2 separate regions of the Sus scrofa genome follow, and region 1 is linked to region 2. The links are chromatin contacts, called in public HiChIP or PLAC-seq maps. All regions are on one chromosome and are shown on one strand. Each heading gives the region's core, a stretch centred on a gene start, on an enhancer-like site or on the middle of the called end of the contact. The rest is flanking DNA. Distances are from core to core; before and after follow the strand shown.

Region 1 (3,475 bases), core at 492-2,991, 54 kb after region 2:
AGAGAAACACAGGATCCGAGCTGTGTCTGCAACCTACACCACAGCTCACGGCAACGCCGGATCGTTAACCCACTGAGCAAGGGCAGGGACCGAACCCGCAACCTCATGGTTCCTAGTCGGATTCGTTAACCACTGCGCCACGACAGGAACTCCAAAATGGTAACTTATGCTTATACAGTGTTTTCACATTCATCAACTTTAGTTGAGCCTCGCAAGTGGGCAAGGCAGGTCAGACCCCCATAAACTCAACTGCTCACCTTCCCTGGAGAAGGCAGGGGATGCTGGCAAAGACGGCACAGCACCTACCCTACCACTGCAGTGGAAATCTGGACCTCCGCCCTCTCCTGGGCCAGCCCTGGTCTGGCTCTGTCTCAGGAGATGACTTTGAGGCTTACTTCAGAGAAAAGAAGAGCAGAAAGCCACTCCCTTAACTGCATCCCCCAAATCTGCAAACTTCCCTGCATCCCCACCTGTTCCCTCTTTTCCTTGGTTTGGCACTGAAAGGCACTTATCTCTCCATCCAAGTTCTGGGTCCCTTCCTTTCTGCTCCCTTTTCTCTGCTCTCTGTCTTCAATGCCTCCCAGCTCCTTCCTATCAGCATCAGAATATGCCTAAGCTGCTCTAATAATTAAAAGTGAAAAGTAATAGGTACTTCTCAGCACTGTGTTAAGTGCTATTACAGACACCATCTCATCTAGTCTTCACCTGAACCCTGTGAGGCAGGCATTGTCATCTTCACCCCCAATTTACAGACAAGGGAACTGAGGCGCAAAGAGGGTCAGTGGCTTGCCCAAGGGCTCAAAGATAGGACTCTGGAATCCTGAGCCTACGTTCTAACCACATATCAGCTTTAAAACCCTCTTCACTCTCACTCCACATTCCTCTCCAGCATCCTCACACTCTCCTCCCTTTAACAAAACTTCTAGAAAATACTGTCTAAAAGGCGCTCTGCGTCCTCACTCCAATCTCCACAGAATCATCTCCCCAAGTTTCTCAATGTGAAGGCTGCCAAATGCCCAGGGTTTGTCCCAGGTTCTAGTCAACCAGCCCTGTGGCCTGCACCTGATGCGCCACCTGGCACCTTTCCATTTCTCTACTTTTCTGTGGCTTTCTGCACCCTTCCGTGCTCCCTGCCCCTATTTCTCCCGCTGCTCCTCCTAGTCGCCTTGACCCTTTACTACTCTGAACTCCATCCACCCCATCTTCCCGAGAGTCCCCTTGGGCCGTCCCAGGTAGGGTTGGTCTCCCGGCTTTTTGATCCCACTGCGTCCGAAGGCAGCTGGAGCACATTCCCCCGCCGCCCGGCGTGGTAATGCCGGGCGGCCTGTCCGTGTTGCCCAGCCCCGTTTGTGCGCTCTCCGGAGGGCAGGTGACAGTCGTCTCGCCACATCTCAAGAAGCGTGCCGAGCGCGGGGAGCAGAGCAGCCCGTGTCTATTCAAGGATGAGAGACTCCAGCGCTGCCCCAGGAACCTGCAAGAAGGGCGGGGGCAGCGAGTCGGTGTCCCGGCGTCGCGCGGGGAGGTCTGCATTTGGGGAGCCCCCGCCCCAGCGACCTGGAACCCGGCTGCCGGCGGCGGGGAGCGCGGGGGCGGGGGGCGGAGCCCTCCGCAGTCCGCGGGCGGGTGAGGGCGGGTGAGGGGCGGGGTGCAGTGCAACCAACCTCTGCGCTGCCGCCGCCGCCGCCGCCGCCGCCGCCGCCACCAGCTCCCCGCGGCCGGCGGGAGCTTCCGGTGGAGAGGGTACTTGGCCCGGCGGCGGAAGCAGGGGAGGGCAGGCCCCGGGCGGGTTCCTATAGCCTGAGCCGCCTCCCGAGGCCGCCCTGGGGGCGGGGCGAGCGCACCCAGATCGGGAAACTGAGGCCCGGCTCCGCGGCGTCGCAGGCTTTGGTTTTCCACTGAAAAGGCATTTTTCCGTTCCCCTCCTCCCCGCGCGTGTTTCTAGCACATGTGTGGGATTCGGTAAAGTGTTCGCAGAATAAACGAATTCAGACCTGGGACTTGAGCCCCCACCCCTGACCTCTGCCTGCCTGCAATCCCGCGTATGGTGGGCGGAGCAGTAGCAAAACCCGAGTCTCAGCCCTCTTGGATTCGGGCAAAGATCCTACACGGGCTCGTTCAAGCTCTTTGGAGCAATCAGCAAGGAGATGTGCAAGGCAATTCCGAAGGCACAGAGCTTATGCAAAACTGGATGTTTTCAGGAGCCATTTCTGGTTTTTGTTTAAACACACACAGAGCCGCTTATTCCCTATGAATTTTGTGTATATCAACCAAAATAGTTACAGAACTTAGTGTTGGGGTAGCATTTTTGTTTAAAAGATACAAACAACCTTTATTTTTGCGAATCTGACAAAGGCCTTTTCTCCATCAAAGCCTAATATCTGCAGGAGTGTTGGGTGAGGAAGGAATGATTTTGTTTTGTTTTAGTTATTAGAGGCACCCATTACATTCTTTATGTATGAGGGGTTTTATTTTGTTTTGTTTTGTTTTAGTCTTGACATCCAACTTGAGTTGGAAAAAGTGTTTTTTTCTCCTTTGGTTTTGTTTGTTTTTAACCTGGGATGTATTTAAGTCTTACACCTACCCAGGGCAGAACGCCCAGCTTCTGAATGAGAAGGTGATGCTACAGGACGGAGTTCTGCTGGAGAAAGGAGGGCCTCTGGTGGTACCTGGAGCCACCTGCCTGCAGTCAAGCAGTGGGTCCCAGGGGCCTCCAAGAGAAGCAGTCACGTGAGACATTGACCAGAGGTGGCCTCTGTGGTCACCTTCAATTCTAAGAGGAAAGAATTTAGAGCTTCGAGTCTCTGATTAAAAAGTCATTGATTCTCAGTCCAATCCTTGAAGGATTTGGGACCTCTAAAAGCCATTCTCTGGTCCCACCTCTCTCCCACACACCCCTTCCTCTCCTCTCCAAGCCAGTGTTAAGTGAACAGGCAACCTGACCTTAACTCTCTTCATGTGCCACATCCTGTTTTCAGATTAATGAGCTCACTTGGTGGAAATTTACCAAAGGAAATAGTTTAATTTTGGAAAGTACCAAAAACTTATCTGTAGTCACTGGGCTTATTTTGGGGGGCTCTTGAAATAGAGGGGGCATCACCAGGGGACCTCTGAGCACTCAGGGAGTGACAAGGCTGCAGAAAATGAAAGCTGAGCCCAATGAGTCTGAACCTGACTCAGAAAGGAATCGAAACTCTTTGGGGACACTCATCTCTACCCAGTAGAAAAAAATTTTTTTTTCCAAAAATAAGTTTAAGAAGAAAATTAGTCCATTTGGCTGAGGCCTAAGATCTTGTGGTATGAACCTGAAGAACCATGATTGAGGAACAAGAAAGCACACACAGGGAAGTAGGGGATGTTTGAGCCTGAGCCGTCCCTCTCAGATCCGTATCTGCTCTGGGGAACTAGCTGTTCTAAGAGGCACCAAAAGGGTTTCATTCTCTACTTTTGCCCCAGTCCTTCAGCTGTCAGGCTCTTG
Region 2 (3,930 bases), core at 1,026-3,525:
AGAAAACCCACCTAGAAAGGAAAACGCCTGGGTGGCTTGTGAACTGGTATAGACTTGGCCATCTGTGTCTTCTGTAATCTCCTTTTCTGTTCTCAATTATGGGATGATTTAATGGAAACCAATTCTGGGACATTTAAACTCACTTATGTTTTTAGTCAGAGGCAAACTGGCTCCAAGCAGCGAAGTCATCGCCATGCCAACCTCTGGGCATCTGTCTCTCACCATCCTACAAAATGGGCTGCTGCCCATTGCTTTCTCTCTTCCTGCTAATGGTACCAATATAGTCCCAAAACCCCCAAGCATCTTAGACTTCGCCAACCAATGAGCGGCCACAGCTGACTACCTTTAAGCACAGTGACTTCTGGCCCCTCTTTTCCATCCTCCTGTCCTGATCTGAGTTTAGGCTTCATCTTGTCTGGGCCAATCATTCATTCAAGAACAGCTTCCTAAGCCTTGTGCTCACTCTCCTATGCCAGGCACCTGGGATGGGGAAAGCGCCACCAGCACCCAGTGCTAACAAGCCACTCTCCGCTTTCCTGCCTCCCCCCAGTCTCTTCCACAGGTTCCTCAGTCCCCACCTTCTTATTCTCCCCTCCAGAAACCTTCTGCGGTTCCCAGTGCCTTCAATGGCATTCAGAGCCCTCCCCAAGGCTCCTTCCTCCCCAGTCTGGGCTCACCTGGCTCCAGGCCCCTCCACACACTCTCCACTAAGCCAAACACAGCCTCCCTCTGTTCCCTGCACCCGCTGCTCTGGTCCCCTCCTTCCCTGCCAAGGTGCTGGACACCTGGTGTTCCAATTACCTGCAGACAGGGAGACTACAGTGTGTTCGTGTGGGTGTGGGTGTATTCCTGTGAGTTTGTGTTTTATGCCTACAGCCTTGTGTCAGTAAGGGTACGACACAGAATACTTGTGTGTGCATGTTAAGAGCCCTGGGGCGAGCTGGGCATTGCCGGGGTCTTCTCTCTCCAGATGGTGGCGCGGCCACGTCCCCTTCTCCCTCCACCCCCCTCGTTCCTCTCTCTTCTTCGGGGCAGAGCGTACAGGCACTGGGCAGGGTGTGCAGTCCAAATCTCTGCCTTCTCCCTGCCACCTGGCTCCCGGGCGCTGCAAGGTCCCTGCCCGCTAGGCCTGGGGCCCGGGCCGCGGCAGGTTCACAAACTGACACTTCCTCCCCCGCCGCGCCGTTGGGAGCAGGCCCGGTCGCCGCGCCCCCGCCTTGGCCGGGCCGGGGCCCTCGGGTGGCGGCCCCCCACCCGCGCCTCCATCCTCCCGGAGCGGGCCCCCGAGGGCTGTGATTGGCTGATTCAAACCCATCTGCAAAGAAATGCCTGTTTGCGGGTTCTCGTCGGCGTCCAGTTCAAATCCGCGGCACCCGGAGCGGGGCCGGGCGGGGGCAGGAAGCGAGGATGATTCATGCGCCGGGGCCTCTCCCAGGGCGGCCGTTGGCTTTTTAAAAAGAGTGCTCGGGAGGAGAAAAAAAAAAAAAAAAACTTGCAGAAGTACCCCCTTCGGGTTCAAGCGCTCTTCTCTTCAGTCGCTCCGACGCCAAGCCTCCCCCATCCCAATCCTGCCGCAGCCTGACTTCGGACGTGAGCAAAATCCCAAACGCTCCCATCGGTCTCCAAACACCCCGCCCCAAAAGAAAAAGTAAAGATTTGGGGCTCGGGAATAGCGATCTGTCACACACACCCTCAAAAAGCTCGGGGACCGGTGAGGGGCTCCAGCCTCCCCGCGCACACTGTTCACCCCCTCCGCCCCAAGCGTGCAGCTCCCCAGAACTCCAACACCCCCACCCCCGGAGTCGTAAGATCCGCCAAGTTCAGGGAGATTTCCAAAAGAGGAATGACTGCAGGGAGAAGAGAGTGTGGCAGGGAGTCCCCCGAGCCGGCCGCCTGCAGCGCTGAACTTACCGCGAGGCTGTGTATCCGCCGGTCCCACTTGGAGTCTGGCCACCAGGCGCATCGGTGGCGGAGGCGGCTGCGCTCGGCCCGCGGCTGCCCGGCCGAGTGTCCGCCCGTGGGGCCGGGGTCGGGGTCTCGGCGGGGGCGGGGCGGGGCGGGGGCGCCGCGGGGAGGGGGGGCGGAGGAGGAGGGAGGGGCCGGGGCGCTCAGGAAGGGGGCCCCCGGGCGCGGGGCGCCATCTTTTTCGCGTTTTCCCGCGAATTATTGACGTCCCGCTTATGTAATTAACGGGGGCCGCGCCGGCCTCGCCATTGGAGCCCGCGGCCGCGGGGCCCCGCAGCGCCGCCCGCTCTCCGGCTCCCGCCCCCGGGCCGCCCCCGCGCCGCGCCCAGGCCCCCGCCCCCGCCCCCGCGGGCGCGCATCCTCCGCCGCCACCGCGCGCCCGGCGCAGAAACGCGGAGCCCGCGCCCTGTCCCGGCCGCCCCGCGGAGGCGCAGACAAGACCCGGGCACACGCGGAGGCACGCACTTGCAGAGGAGACACAACTCTGCGCGCAGGCCACAGGCGTCAGCTGGCACAGACACACAGCAGGGAGGTGCAGACACACGCTCGCTGCGTAGACATAGACATAGAACAACCCAAACGGGATTCGCACAACAGGAGCACACGACATCCACGCACTTGCAGCGTGGACAGTCTGCACACGCGCAACACAGAAACAGATCCACGCGCACACAGTTCAAACACAGGTTCACAGCACATGAGATACACGACGCAACACACAATAAAGAGACAGAGTAAAGACACAAATACACAGGAGAGACGCACCGTGTGCACAGCATGGACACAAAACAGGGCATACACGTAGGGCAAACAGGCATAGAGCCGCAACACAGTCATAAACACAGGCACACAAAGAAACTGTACACCAATCACAAAGTGCACACAAACGCAATGCACAAAAACAACACAGATACAATCGCAAATACATACCACACACACAAACACAACGTTGAAATAAATGGCATACAGTGACGGACGACATGCGGAGTCATAGGAATAGGGCTTTGAGGCAAGGGGCCTGGCTCCAGCCGGATCTGGTCCTTGCCCTGGGGAGAATGGGCAGAAATGTCCACATCCAGACTCTCTCTTTGGAGGTGGCCTGGGGTGAAGAATACTTGTCAACCCCTTCCCTTGCCCCTCAGCCCTTCTCTCACCTGCTCCCATCACACTCTCCAGGCACCTGTGTGGCAGGGGAGTGTGTACCTCATGGGTGTGGTCAGTGGACAGCACTCCACCCCTTCCCTGTTGACTGTCAAGTTGTCCATCCCTGGCCCCCTGCTTTGGGCTGTGAGCTCTCTTGCTGTGTGGGTCTGCCCTTAGGATGCACAGGGCAGATATTATACTTGGAAGCACTTATCTCTGGGCTCAGAGGCCAGTTCCACCGATAACCAACCCTGGGACCCTGAGCACAGCACTTTAACTCTTAACCTCAATTTCCTCATCTACATTGATTTACTGGGAAGGTTAGAGTTAACATATGCAAAGCCCCCAGCAGCCAGTGCAGTAAATGATTATTGCACTTTGTCAAGAAGTGATAGATTCATTGCGGGCCCCCTGGGTAGAATTAGAACTGGGAGCTGTGGGGCCCCAGTCTCTGGGGGAGTCAGGCATCAACAAAAACACACTATGAAGGGCGTGGGGCAATGAACTGGATGTGGCATTGGAGGAGTCCTGGCTTCAAGTTCAGCTCTGCCTCAGAGCCAGAGGGAAATTCTGGGTGAGCCAGTCCCCCTGTAGAAATGTTGCCTGTCTGTCCAAAGAGGGTGATGATACTACCCCATCTTACAGGACCATTGGAGAGATGAGGACAGACTAGCATATTGCAGGAGCAGGTGCTTTCGTAAATGAGAAAGTGCTATGCAAAATGAGTTGTTAAAACATTACAAGAAACAATAAAAGCCACTGGAAAGGTATAGTTTCAGGTAACTCTAACTGAATTGAGGAGCAAGGGTAACTATCACAGAA

What was found. HiChIP or PLAC-seq counts read pairs in DNA pulled down with a chosen protein or histone mark.
Region 1: an H3K27ac HiChIP or PLAC-seq map of alveolar macrophages shows a contact between it and region 2. The contact joins the promoter of TRAF1 here to the promoter of PHF19 in region 2. A contact is called at or near these places in 3 of 5 promoter capture datasets (fetal liver, fetal skeletal muscle and liver), 31 of 47 Hi-C or Micro-C datasets (adipose tissue, alveolar macrophages, blood and 17 more) and 2 of 2 datasets of contacts at active chromatin or transcription factors (alveolar macrophages and skeletal muscle).

What each region holds. Positions count from the first base shown.
Region 1 is chr1:260,972,237-260,975,711 of Sscrofa11.1, forward strand. TRAF1 (TNF receptor-associated factor 1) reads right to left here and starts at 1,742. Exons shown (of 9, transcript XM_021068189.1): 1 at 1,662-1,742.
Region 2 is chr1:260,917,501-260,921,430 of Sscrofa11.1, forward strand. PHF19 (PHD finger protein 19) reads right to left here and starts at 2,276. Exons shown (of 15, transcript XM_021068142.1): 1 at 1,912-2,276. The coding sequence starts at 1,963.